Linked DNA regions of Arachis hypogaea: region 1 is linked to region 2. Evidence: chromatin contacts called from public Hi-C data. All regions are on one chromosome and are shown on one strand. Each heading gives the region's core, a stretch centred on a gene start, on an enhancer-like site or on the middle of the called end of the contact. The rest is flanking DNA. Distances are from core to core; before and after follow the strand shown. Region 1 holds the start of LOC112702482 (ribulose bisphosphate carboxylase/oxygenase activase 1, chloroplastic). Region 2 has its middle 23 kb from the start of LOC112702479.

The links. A called contact is a pair of places that touch in the nucleus more often than the background predicts.
Region 1: a contact with region 2 is called in a Hi-C map of an unstated tissue, with 3 times the contacts expected there. The contact joins the promoter of LOC112702482 here to the enhancer-like site in region 2. A contact is called at or near these places in 4 of 8 Hi-C or Micro-C datasets (leaf and an unstated tissue).

Annotation. Positions count from the first base shown.
Region 1 is chr7:12,060,341-12,066,618 of arahy.Tifrunner.gnm2.J5K5, reverse strand. It overlaps LOC112702482 (ribulose bisphosphate carboxylase/oxygenase activase 1, chloroplastic), which reads right to left and starts at 3,208. Exons shown (of 7, transcript XM_025753531.2): 1 at 2,693-3,208; 2 at 2,061-2,389; 3 at 1,807-1,909; 4 at 1,636-1,721; 5 at 1,021-1,493; 6 at 661-942; 7 at 329-585. The coding sequence starts at 2,737. The coding sequence ends at 470.
Region 2 is chr7:11,848,156-11,854,098 of arahy.Tifrunner.gnm2.J5K5, reverse strand. No RefSeq gene overlaps it. Among protein-coding and RNA genes, the nearest start is that of LOC112702479, 23 kb to the right of the region's middle. Within about 2 kb of position 2,983, at least 3 of the 3 cell types and tissues checked have open chromatin away from gene starts, as enhancers often do.

The DNA of each region.
Region 1 (6,278 bases), core at 1,959-4,458, 210 kb before region 2:
TCTTGAACAAAAAAAGAAAAACAAAGGAAGAGACGGAGATCTGACATGTTGCTGCTAGGAATACTTATTTTGTGTATTTTTCTATTTTGTACTTGGTCCTCATGTCTCTTTCTACGTATAGTATGAACAAGACTTTTGAGCCGTATGTCTTCTCATTCAATTTTCCAAAAAATTAAACCAAGGGAATTTGCACTTCGCAGCTTAAAATTCGTGACTCCAAGAAGGCCATTAGTAGATAAAGAAATACTTGTTCTTAATTTCTGAATATGAATTTTGGCTCGGCAATTTTATATAGATAGAGATAGAGAGAGGGATCGGAAGAATTTGATTTGATATGCATGATGCACAATAATAACCCAAAACTATTATTATTATTAGAGGATAATGATCCATCCAGTAGATTAAGAATATAACAACAAAGTTATTTGATTATCCAAATCTTTGCATTTCTCTCCGATTCGTAAACTTATTAGAATGTGTATAGGCAGGTTCCATCATCACTTCTAGCGGTTGGGTCGAAGTTTGAAGCATTTGGATCAGTGCATCCTTCGGGGACAGGAACACCAATTTGTTGCGCTGCTTTCCCTGCATACATTTTTATTTTTATTAAATTATTTTATGTGACAAGCATATTATTAAGAGAAGATTTTGGGTACTAACCGTAGAAAGAACCACTCTTAATAGCATCTTGGTTGGCATCGCCAAGAGCAGCTTCGTTCAAATACTTGTCAGCCAATTGGACTCTCTTCACATTCTCTTGCTCTTGGACAAGCATGTTTCCGTACTCCAACAACTTTGCCAACGTCATCTTTGGTTGCTCGAACGTTGGTGGTCCTTCCTTTGAGTTCACTAGCTTCTTCCCAACTCCATCAACTCCAACACCAGATACCCACTTCCTCACTTCGTCATCGTACACTCTAGCCCTCAGTGCTCCAAAGAAATCTGCATTCCCAACATTAACTCACCACTAATGTCTCAAATTTTCAACATTAATAAGTTTAGGGAAGAAGATCAAGTTACCAATAGATTGGCCGGGGAAAGTGTCCACAAGTTTAACAATGTCCTCAGGAGGAACATTGTCGGTACGGAAGATTCCGGTGCAGACACCAATCCTGTCCTCTCTCGTTGGCGCCCAGTAGAACTTCTCCATACGGCCGTCACGAATCAAGGGAGCATAGAGGGTGGAGAAATCGTTACCGGTGACCACGATGGGAACTCGAGGATTCTCTTCTTTGTTGTACATTCCTGGGAGCTGAACATTCGTGGGGTTATCGGCGATGTTCATCAGGGTGGCGTTGACCATCTGGTTGTTCACCGTGTACTGCGTAGTTCCACCCATACGACCTGCTCCTGCGTCTAGATCGTTGATGAAGAGGCAGCACATCTTTCCCTTCTTGATTATGTCCGCTGCTTCGCGGTACCGTTGCCTTATCAGCTTTGCCGGCTCTCCGGCGTTTCCGCTTTCGAGTTCTCCGGCACTCATCATGATCGGGCTGTCATGTCATCATATACTCAACATGTAAGGAATGCTAGTATATTACACGGGTTATCTATAAATACATGTATTATTTAACTTATTTTTATTATATATTTTATATCCGTGAACGAATGATGATATAGTAATAACTAACTCACTTGATTCCCATCTTGGCAAACACAAGCTCACATTGGAAAGATTTTCCCTGACCTTTGCCTCCCCAGATACCAAGAATGAGAGGAACCTGTTTAAATCATGAAGAACTATATATATCAACTAAAAGAAGTAACATATTTTAACCAACAATAAGTTAATAAAAGTTAACATGCCTTGATATTGGGCAGAGTCATGAAGTTCTTGCTGATGTGGACAACAAGCTTGTCCATAAAAGCAGGAGCAATGTAAAATCCGTCCTTCGTGTTGTCCATGTACCTAAAATCAAACTCCACTCCATCGTCAGTCTTTAGGTTCGAAGAAAAAAGGGTAATGTTATTTGTACATAATCTCTGATTGATTATGTTCTAATAACATTATTCATTATCTGAATGTGCCATATAAATTTATTGATCTTTGACTCACTCACGTTTTGAGGCCGGTACTGAGGTATTCATAGGAGCTCATGACTGCATAGTGAGTGCCAGTATCCATTGGAGCTTGGAAGAGAGGATCAACCATACCCTTCCCTCTTGTGATGTCTTGCTGGTCATCTGAGATATCATAGGCCAACCCTCTCCATCTGTCCTCATCTGTCTGCTTGTTCTTGTCCTCATCGACCGCCACAATCTTGAAGCTTCCGGAGGAAACCTTGTTGCTGCTGGGGATTCTTGATGTAACCTTCTTCAAGCTGCTTCCAAAGAAAGCTGATGAACTGGGAACTGATGAAGCCACAGCTCCAGAACCATTCAAACTCACCTGCAATGTGAAATTACATTAAGAGTTACTACTCTATTCAAAACTCTAATCAAGTTTTTTTAACTATACAAGAAATCATGAATCGCATCTAGATATATTGATAACTCACAAATTAATGATATGTATGTATCCATAGTCCGCTTGATCATTATTTTTCTAATTTGGTATTTATAACTGATTACTAATTCACACTGCATCCAATCCAATTACTATCTTAATCTTATACATAATTTAAAACTAGAAGTGATAAATTGAGTGAATAGAATTAATTGAAAGTAACAAAGTAAGGTAAAAGTATCATACTAGAGTTCCTTTGACAGCTCCTATGGTTGAAACTGAAGCAGCCATGGCTGTGTTATTGTTCTTGTAGCAGCAGAGAGTAATCGTACTTACTACAGAGGAAATAATGAACACTATAAAGACTTATTATAGTGACTAAGTTGAGTTAAGAGAAAGGAATATAAGAGAATATCTTTCAAGATTGGTTGTAGAATCCTTAACATCCACACAGTGAAGATTAGTTTTTAAGCCACGTGGAAGACATATGTTGTCTCCAAGATATAATAAGTTACCCTTACGAGACAGATATTCTTTGGTTGGAATTTGAGCCATTTCCTGATCCACCAATAATGAGGAGAGTTTACTACCACACAAAATAGGAGCAATAATCCATCTCTTCATGTTCAATCCTATGGCTTGTGTCTAATTTCTTCCACAAGATGATAAAGTTGCTACAAATACTTATTTCAACTTGGTCAACTTAAACAAAAAATGTGAGGTGCCAAATTTAATTTGTGACTCGTATAAGCCAAATGATTCAATTTTCAATTTCATTAAACTATCTTGTAAGAAATGGGCATGTAATTGAATGAAGACCGCCAATGAATTGTTGATTATTATCTAGCTAGTATAGTATATTAAGGCTCCGTTTGGAAAGATTTAGAAGTGATGTTTTACTTGAGTAAACGATTGAATTAGTCTTTAAAAAATTATTTGTTTTTTAAATTGATCTTCGAAATTTTTTTTAATTAAATCCGTCCTTAAAAATTTTAAATTAGTCATGTTAATTCTTTCGTCATTTTATTTGTTGATGGTGTCAAAATTTGCTAATGTGACACATTAAGTGATATTTCAACACACACCTAGAAATTTTTATTGACTATTAACATAATAAGTTTATGAAATTATATCAAATCAAAACCTAATGGTAGAAAAAAACTTGAGACATTGGAATCCCTCAATTTAGGGTTGATTTTATCTAATTTCATAAACTAATCATGTTAATAGTCAATTAAGACTTCTAGGTGTATGTTGGGGTACCACTTAACCTGTTAAAATAGCAAATTTTGACATAATCAACAAACAAAGTGATGGAAAGACTAACAAGACTAATTTAATTTTTTTAAAAGACGAATTTGATTAAAAAAATCTTACAGGGACTAATTTGGAGAACGCGTGATATTTCAGGGATTAATTTGACCATTCACTCTATTTTTTTTTACTTTTAGTTGATAAAAAGTCATAATATTAAGGGTAAAAAACTGAAATAAGCCATGTGGAGATACATATTACAGGATTCAGCCAAAAGAAAAATTGATTCACCAATCAACCAATGCACATATTAATGTAGCTCGAATCACCTCATTTCGAACTTGAATCCTATGTAATTCGAATCAAGCAATCTCGAATTACATGCAGACGTGAAACATGCATAATTCGAATCGATGCAATTCGAATTACTATCACACAAGAAGTCTACATAATTCGACTTGATGCAATTCGAATTATACCTAGTTAATTCGACACAAGTTGATTCGAACTATCCTTGTTTCGCCACTAGTAGTAATTCGAATTGACCTGTTTCGAATTACACTAGATTTTACTATAAAAGGAATTCGAATACACCCCATTCGAATCACTTCTCCACTCTCAGACCCCACCAAATTCCAGAGAAAACGACCCAGATTCGCTTCGACAAAGGCTCGAGCAGACTATTTAGCTGATGGAGGACGATCCAGGTAGACTATATCGGTTGGATGGAATGGCTCATATTGCCGGGGTCATCAATGACGAGTTAGTGATTTTTTTTCCTGGTGCTATATTTTTGTGGTTCTGCACGTGGTTTTTGTTGGTGGTATTGCATGTGGTTTATTAAAGTGGTTTTGTTTGCGGTTTGGTAGGTGGTTTAATTTAGCGGTTTCTGTTACTAGCTTTGCATGTGGTATTGTTAGTGGTTTTTGTTTAGTGATTTTACATGTGGGATTGTTAGTGGCTTTGGATGTGGTTTATGTTAGCGGTTTACATTAACGATTTCTATTAATGGTTTTTGTTAGTGGTATTGCGTTCAGTTGATTTTAGTGGTTTTGTAGATAAGTTTTGTTGATAGTTTATGTTAGCAGTTTATGTTAGCGGTTTATGTCGGTGGTCTTTGATCTTGTTTATGTTAGTGGTTTTGTATGCGGTTTATGTAAGTGGATTTGCATGCGGTCTTGGTAGTGGTTTATTATACTGCTTTTGTATGTGGTTTATTATATTGCTTTTGTATGCGGTCCATGTTTTGACAGCCCCAGCGTTGCATCTCGAGTATGCGGAGGCAGCAGGGCAGTGACTCGATGAGAGATACGTTCCGTACTTGCAGATGGCCAGATTATACCATCTTACGAGGCTGAACGATAGATGGTTCTGATTAGATGAGCCCCTTGTTAGTGCATTCGTCGAGCGGTGGCGTCCGGAGATGCACACCTTCCACATGCCATTCGGAGAGTTTACGATCACACTTCAGGATGTGGCGTACCAGTTGGGGTTGCCAGTGGACGGGCGCTATGTCAGTGGTTGCCTTACAGATTTCCAAATATACATCGAGGGTGGCCGTCCTGCTTGGTTGTGGTTCCAGGAGTTGCTTGGAGTGATTCCTCCTCTGAGCCAAGTTCAGAAGTTCGTTGTAAACTGCACCTTGTTCCAGGAGACTTTTGGAGAGTGCCCCGCGGGAGCCGATGAGGAGACTGTGCGGCGCTTTGCTCGTGCATATATCATGATGTTGTTGGGTACTCAGCTGTTTGCCGACAAGTTCGGCAACCGCATTCACATCAGATGGCTTCCCTACGTAGCTAGGCTTGAGGAGATGGGTACCTACAGCTGGGAGTCTGCAGCACTAGCATGGTTGTACCGGTGCATGTGCCGAGTGGCGAACAGACATGTAGAGAAGTTAGCGGGCCCACTTCAGTTACTTCAGTCCTACTTCAGTTACTTCAGTCCTAGATTTTTTGGCGCTTTCCTAGGTTTAGGCCTGCTGGGTATGATACGTGCAACTGGCCGTTGGCCTCGAGGTACCGTACTCAGACTTTTCTATTTCAATTTAAAATAGTTTATTCCATGTACGCTTCTTATGTTATACAAAGCTGTCACACTTTTAATTAGCTATAACACCGATGTGAGATGCAGGTGGTCAGGTTACAATCCTTCCGGTAGCGAGAAGGGACCTAGAGTGCAGATGTGGAGACTGAGGATAGACATGTTACAGCCTAGTGATGTGAGTATACTAATCGGCTATGTTTATTTAATTAATTAAACTTTATGATTTTGGATCATGAATTGGCCTGACAATGTTGGAATCTTTCTGCAGTTTATGTGGATGCCATATAGCTCTCCCGAGGTAGTGCAGGTTGTCTGTCCGGAGGTGTTGGAGCCTCGGCATACGGCAATGTGGCGGTCTGTGACCTCACTGATATACTTTACCGTGATAGAGTGGCATCAGATAGACAGGATTTTACCGCAGTTCGGTGGAGTCCAGCCCCGTCCGCAGCCCGCCCTGAACATCGACTTTCTGATGTCGAAGGACAGGAGAGGCAGCGATCGTTGGTTCCCGTCGACTCTTCAGTTCTGGCATGTT
Region 2 (5,943 bases), core at 1,734-4,233:
ATGGACCAAAGATTTAACCCATTGTACACATTATACGCTTAGACCATTATCTTCCTAGCACTACCCATAACTCATTATTCCTCGGTATTATGAGTTATTGCATGTTCAGCACGAGTGTTAAGTTTTCTTAGTGGGAAAACCTAAAACCAGAGAAGGAGGATCCGAAGCTTGAGAAAATATTTTGGAAAGGTCAATATTTTTTAACACAAAATATATAATATTAGTACAATTAAATTAAATTTTTGTTCAAAATATTTGTTAACCTTTATCAATCAATAAATACATTAAAATCAGATTTTTTCTTTAATAAAAGTTTTTCTAAAAATTATTTTATAAGCATGATACTTATTATTCATATTCATCAAGTTATTTATATATATTATAAGATAAAATTTAAAGAACAATATTAATGTGATGAATTAATTTTAAAATTAAAAAATATAAGATTTCTCAATATTATTTTATCTTAATTTAAAAAGAATCTATATTAAATACTAGCACGATAAGTATTTTAAAAATAATGACTCTTAAATTTTTTTTTAAAAGGTCAAAGATGCTAAATGGATGTTGAAAGTTGTTGCTGTATGTGTTGCTAAATGAATCTATATTCTTTGTTATTTCTTAATTTTAATACAAAATCACACATTTAAACTTTGTTATATATATTAAACAAAATTAAACTTATTTTTCTTCAATCAAACAAATGAACCGGTGTCTATAAAAATAAAGACATCTGTTAGACATATAATTTTTTTTGGTATACAAGTTCATATAAATTGGTCCAAATCTAACAAAAATGATCTTCAGTTTAGATTGTGTAAATATACGCTTTCCTAACTCTTAAATAACGCAAACGGTTCTTTTCAATCAAAATCGCAATGCTCAAAATTTAAACAATGATCAAAATCTCTCAAAAATCTCTTAAAATCGTCGCGAAAAATGAAAGAAGTTGCGACATTGAATTCGAAAAGAATTATGAAAAAATGAAATAAGAAGATGAAGAAGAAAAAGCAGCAGAAGATGAGGAAGAGAAAAATGAAGAGTTTTGAATTATGTAGAATTTATCAACACACATACACCGAAAATTCTTAAACAATACACTCAAATATCTTTGTGTTACATCTAAATTTGCTGCAAATATAGGAAAATATTTTCTCTAGTGCTGCATTTTTTCTTTTTTTTTTTCTCTTATTTCTTTCTTTCTTTTAATTGAATAAATATAAGTTCATCCTCTTCCAAGTAATTTTGCAGCATTAAGTATTTCTTCTCCTTCTTTGTTTGATTTTTTTGTTTTTATTCTTGTTAAGAGAGTAAAACAAGAAGAAATTTGATATGGTAAAATTAAAAAGAAAAGATGAATAAAAAAATAGAAGAAGAAGATGGTGATGATGATGAAAAAAATGAAGAAAAAGCAGCAGAAGATGAGGAGGAGGAAGATGAAGAGTTTTGAATTATGCAGAACTTATCAGTACACATACACCGAAAATTCTTACATAATACACTCAAATATCTTTGTGTTACACCCAAATTTGCTACAAATACAGAAAAATATTTTCTCTAATGATGCATTTTTTCTTTCTTCTTTTTTCTTTATTTCTTTCTTTTTTAGGTGAATGAATGTAAGTTATCCTCTTTCAAGTAATTTTGTACCATTATGTATTTCTTCTTCTTCTTTATTTGATTTTTTTGTTTTTATTCTTATTAAGAGAATAAAACAAGAAGAAACTTGAGAAGATAAAACAAGAAAAAAAAAGATGATGATGAAAAAGAAGAAGAAAAAGCAGCAGAAGATGAGGAAGAGGGGGAAGAAGAGTTTTGAATTATACAGAACTTATCAGCATACATAAACCAAAAATTCTTAAATAATACACTCAAATATCTTTGTGTTATACCAAAATTTACTGCAAATATAGAAAAATGTTTTCTTTAATGCAGAACTTTTATATTATATTCAATTCAAATCATCAACGATGAATAACAATTTTCACAAATAAAAACATTATTCACCTACAGAATTATAACTACTAATGAAAATATTAATTAGAATTGAATCACACCTCAGTCACTTGATTGGATTCAAAATAATAATCAACTTCGTTCTGGTTCAATAATTGACAATCTGAACTTGAATTATTCATTATCTTCAATAATGAGATAATTGTTCAAAACTAATTTTAGAGCTTGATTTCAAAAATGTAGAGAACAAACAAAAAGAAATACAGATTAAAAGAAAACGTAGATTGAAATCGTTGAAAAAATTTAAAAATAGAAATAAAATTCTTTTAAAAAAGACAGTTATATATTCACTCGTTGATTAAAAAGTTAGTTAAATTAAGAGATGCGTGAAATGAATTAGGATAAAATGACTTGTACAAACTTATATAAAAAATGATTTGTACATTGAGAATAATTAAAAAATAAAATAAAAGAGATGCGTGCGTGCGTCATGTAATAACGTCACAATTAACACGTCAAGTTATTATTACACTATTACTACTAATTTGTTATCCTTGTTGTCGGAGTATCGAAGAATTGCCTTAAACAATACTTTCCTTTCATTACATTGTCTGATATTAATTTTGTTTTCTTTGATCTGTGCCGTATATTTACTATCAGCAATCCCAGATATTTAGATTGTGAAATTGTGAAACGTGACCAGTGTAAGGTACTTGCAACAATTTTTTTTACAGTATTTTTTAAGTCAGCAAGTCAAGGGTTAATTTATTGATAATTTAAATTTTATTTAAAAATTTATTGTTGTCTAATAAATTATTATATATATAAAATAAGATTCGAATCTATGATATTTATTTATTTTTTATTATTATGACATTTATTTAAACGAACAAATAAACTCACTAATTGACAAACTCAAGTTAATTATTTGCAACAATTCTACTGGTTGCCTTCTCATGACATATGTTGATGCAACCCTCACAAGCCCAATAAACAACAACGGGATACGAGACCAAAACCATTATTGTGGACCAAGGCCCAAGTCATAAAATAAATAATCAGATAGCTCCTTGTTGGACTACCAAGTGGGGAATAAAATGTGAGAGTTGAAACCAACTTAGGTAATTACCAAAAAAAAAATTAGGTTAGTTAAGTGAAAAGCTCATTTGTTCGTTTAAATAAGTATTGGAGGTTCGAATTTCGTCTTGTGCATGCATTGATCTATTGGTCAATAGTAAACTCTTAAATGGAGTTCAGATCCACGACGGTTAATACTTAATCTATCAAATTGAGAGATATCGTAGACAAAAAAAGTGAGTTAAATCACAAAAATATTGTAAGAATGCAACACTTTCAGTAAATGTTGTTCAAATATATTACTAAACATAATTAAATCATTAAAATATGGTGAGTTCTACGATGAGGAAGATTATCTTATTCCTCATGTGTGGAAGTGATGTGGCCATTACTGGAGGGTTACGTATGTAAGCAGTGTTTGGAGAGAGAGAAACAACTCCTGCAATACCTATAGAGATTTTAGATATTGTCCTTATTTGATACTTAATAATATTAAATATGTTAGCATAATAGAAGTGATTAAGTTTGTGGGCCTTTTTGGTATTTGATTTGAAAATTTTTTAAAAAATGAGTTGGATTAATAATAGATATTTTTTATCCATCAAACAAATAAAGATAGAATGATTTTTTTTCATGAAATCTGTGTAGGTATAATAATAATAATAATAATAATAATAATAATAATAATAATAATAAAAATATCAGTACATTTAAAGTATGTTAATCTTGAACTTAGTTTTTTAAAAAAATTATAATTTATTAATTTTTTTAAATAAAAGAATAATACTATTATAATAAGAATAAAATATAATTATGATTTAAAATTTTAAAAAGTAGTAATCCAAATAAATAATTTATAAATAAAATTTTTAAATTAGTTCAACAACATTAAAAATTAAATATTTAACATCTTAAAAAAGTGTATTTAAAAATTTAAAAAATAACAATCTAAGTAGATAACTTCAAATTTAAAAAATAACAACCTAAAAAAATAACTTAAAATTAAAAAATAACAACTTAAATAAATAATAATTTATAATTTAAAAGAATAAACTGCAAATAACTTAATATTTAAAAAGTAACAACCTAAACAAATAACTTAAAATGATAAAAAGAATTCGTTGTCGATAAGTTTGAAGGATTACCATGTGTTCATAACACGCAGTGGAAGAAAAGAAGGTAATCCTAAAGATCTATTTTGTGCCTAAACTTTATTCCAATAATAATATATAAATCAGATCTAAATACCTTTAGATGCTTTAGTAAAAACTTTATTCTTCGATTGTATGAATACTCTATGCGTATCCACACCGAGACCAACATTTACTGTCAACTTCTTGACCAATGGACATCTAATCTAAATTGAGAAATCTCGTGCAACTCTTTGCACGCTATAAAATTCTTCTCTAAAAATCAGGCTCACATACGTTTATGTGTGTAAAGGTAAAGGAATAAAACTCTTGTTATTCTCTCTATTTTCTTGTACTCTTGGCGTGTATGAGATTTGTTATTAATTTTAAATTTGAATCTCAATTCAAATTTAAATCATATCTTAAAATTTTAAATCTGAATCCTTCAAATTTATGAATTATATCATAACTCAATTTGAAAACAGAATCAATTAGGTCCTCATCCAAATTTAGAAACAGAATAACTAATTATTCTCAAATCTTATTTAATATTCTCAATTATCATACTATTATTATATTCTTGGTGCTAGCAAAAAATATAATAATATTTCATTTGAATTAATATAATTATTTATTTGATCAAATCAAAATAATAATTAAATAATTTTATAGCAAATATTAGAACACTAACGAGTGTGACCCCATAGGTTCAATACTAAGCGGGTAATAAATTAATCGTACTAAATTTACTAATCAAGGTTGGCGTCTAGCAACAGTCCTCAACGACCCGATAGTATGAAGTAATATATTTTTACTAAGAACCTTAGAAGAACAAAGTATAATTCCTTCCATCTTTCCAGCTCTTGGTTAACCCTTAAAGTATGGTTTAATTGTCAAACTCTAACTTATTACCATTATTATAATGAACTGTGAATGACTTAAGAAACTCATTTATTCATTTATTCAATCCTATTGACCAAGATTTTATTCATCTCAGCTATTATAATTATAGAGCTCAAACTCTTTACCGAGAGTTGACGGATTTCTTATTGACTAATCAATTCTACAAGTATTTAAATCATACCCAATATCCATTCAACTAGCACCCTAGGGTATTAGGTGTTCGGAATCAAAGTATAATAAATACATTGTTAATTACTATGATAGTCGTAGGTCAAAGGAAACTCTATTACTATATTCATCTTGAGAATATTCTATTGACAAATATGCCGTAATTATAACCATTAGAAATTCTCAGAGTGAGTCAGTTCAATTGTCATATCTCTATATGCACCATCTATATATATAATTTATTGAGATCTATTAATCTTCATCCAATAAAAACCATATATATATATATATATATATATATATATATATATATATATATATATATATATTTTATCTTTTCGAATTATTAATGTCCTTTTTAATAATCCTATGACCAAGAACAATTTAGAGAAGAGAGAAGAGAAGAGAGAAAAGAATGAGTGTTGGGCGCTGAAATAGAGAAGAGAGAAGAGAAGAGAGAAAACCTAACTCCCTTTGATCTTCAAATCACCATAACTTGAGCTACGGAGCTCCGATTGACGAGCCGTTTGTGGCCACGCGTCGCTCTTCTCATCCTCTACATTTCTATCTAAGTTTTGTGGTGAGTATTCCATTCATCTCTGCCCAGTTTTCGAAATTCCCCACTGTTACACATTTTTGGGAAGTTAGTGTTGAAATCTTGTGATTTTGGGTGTTTAGGGATACTCCAACATGGATTCTAAGTGAGTTC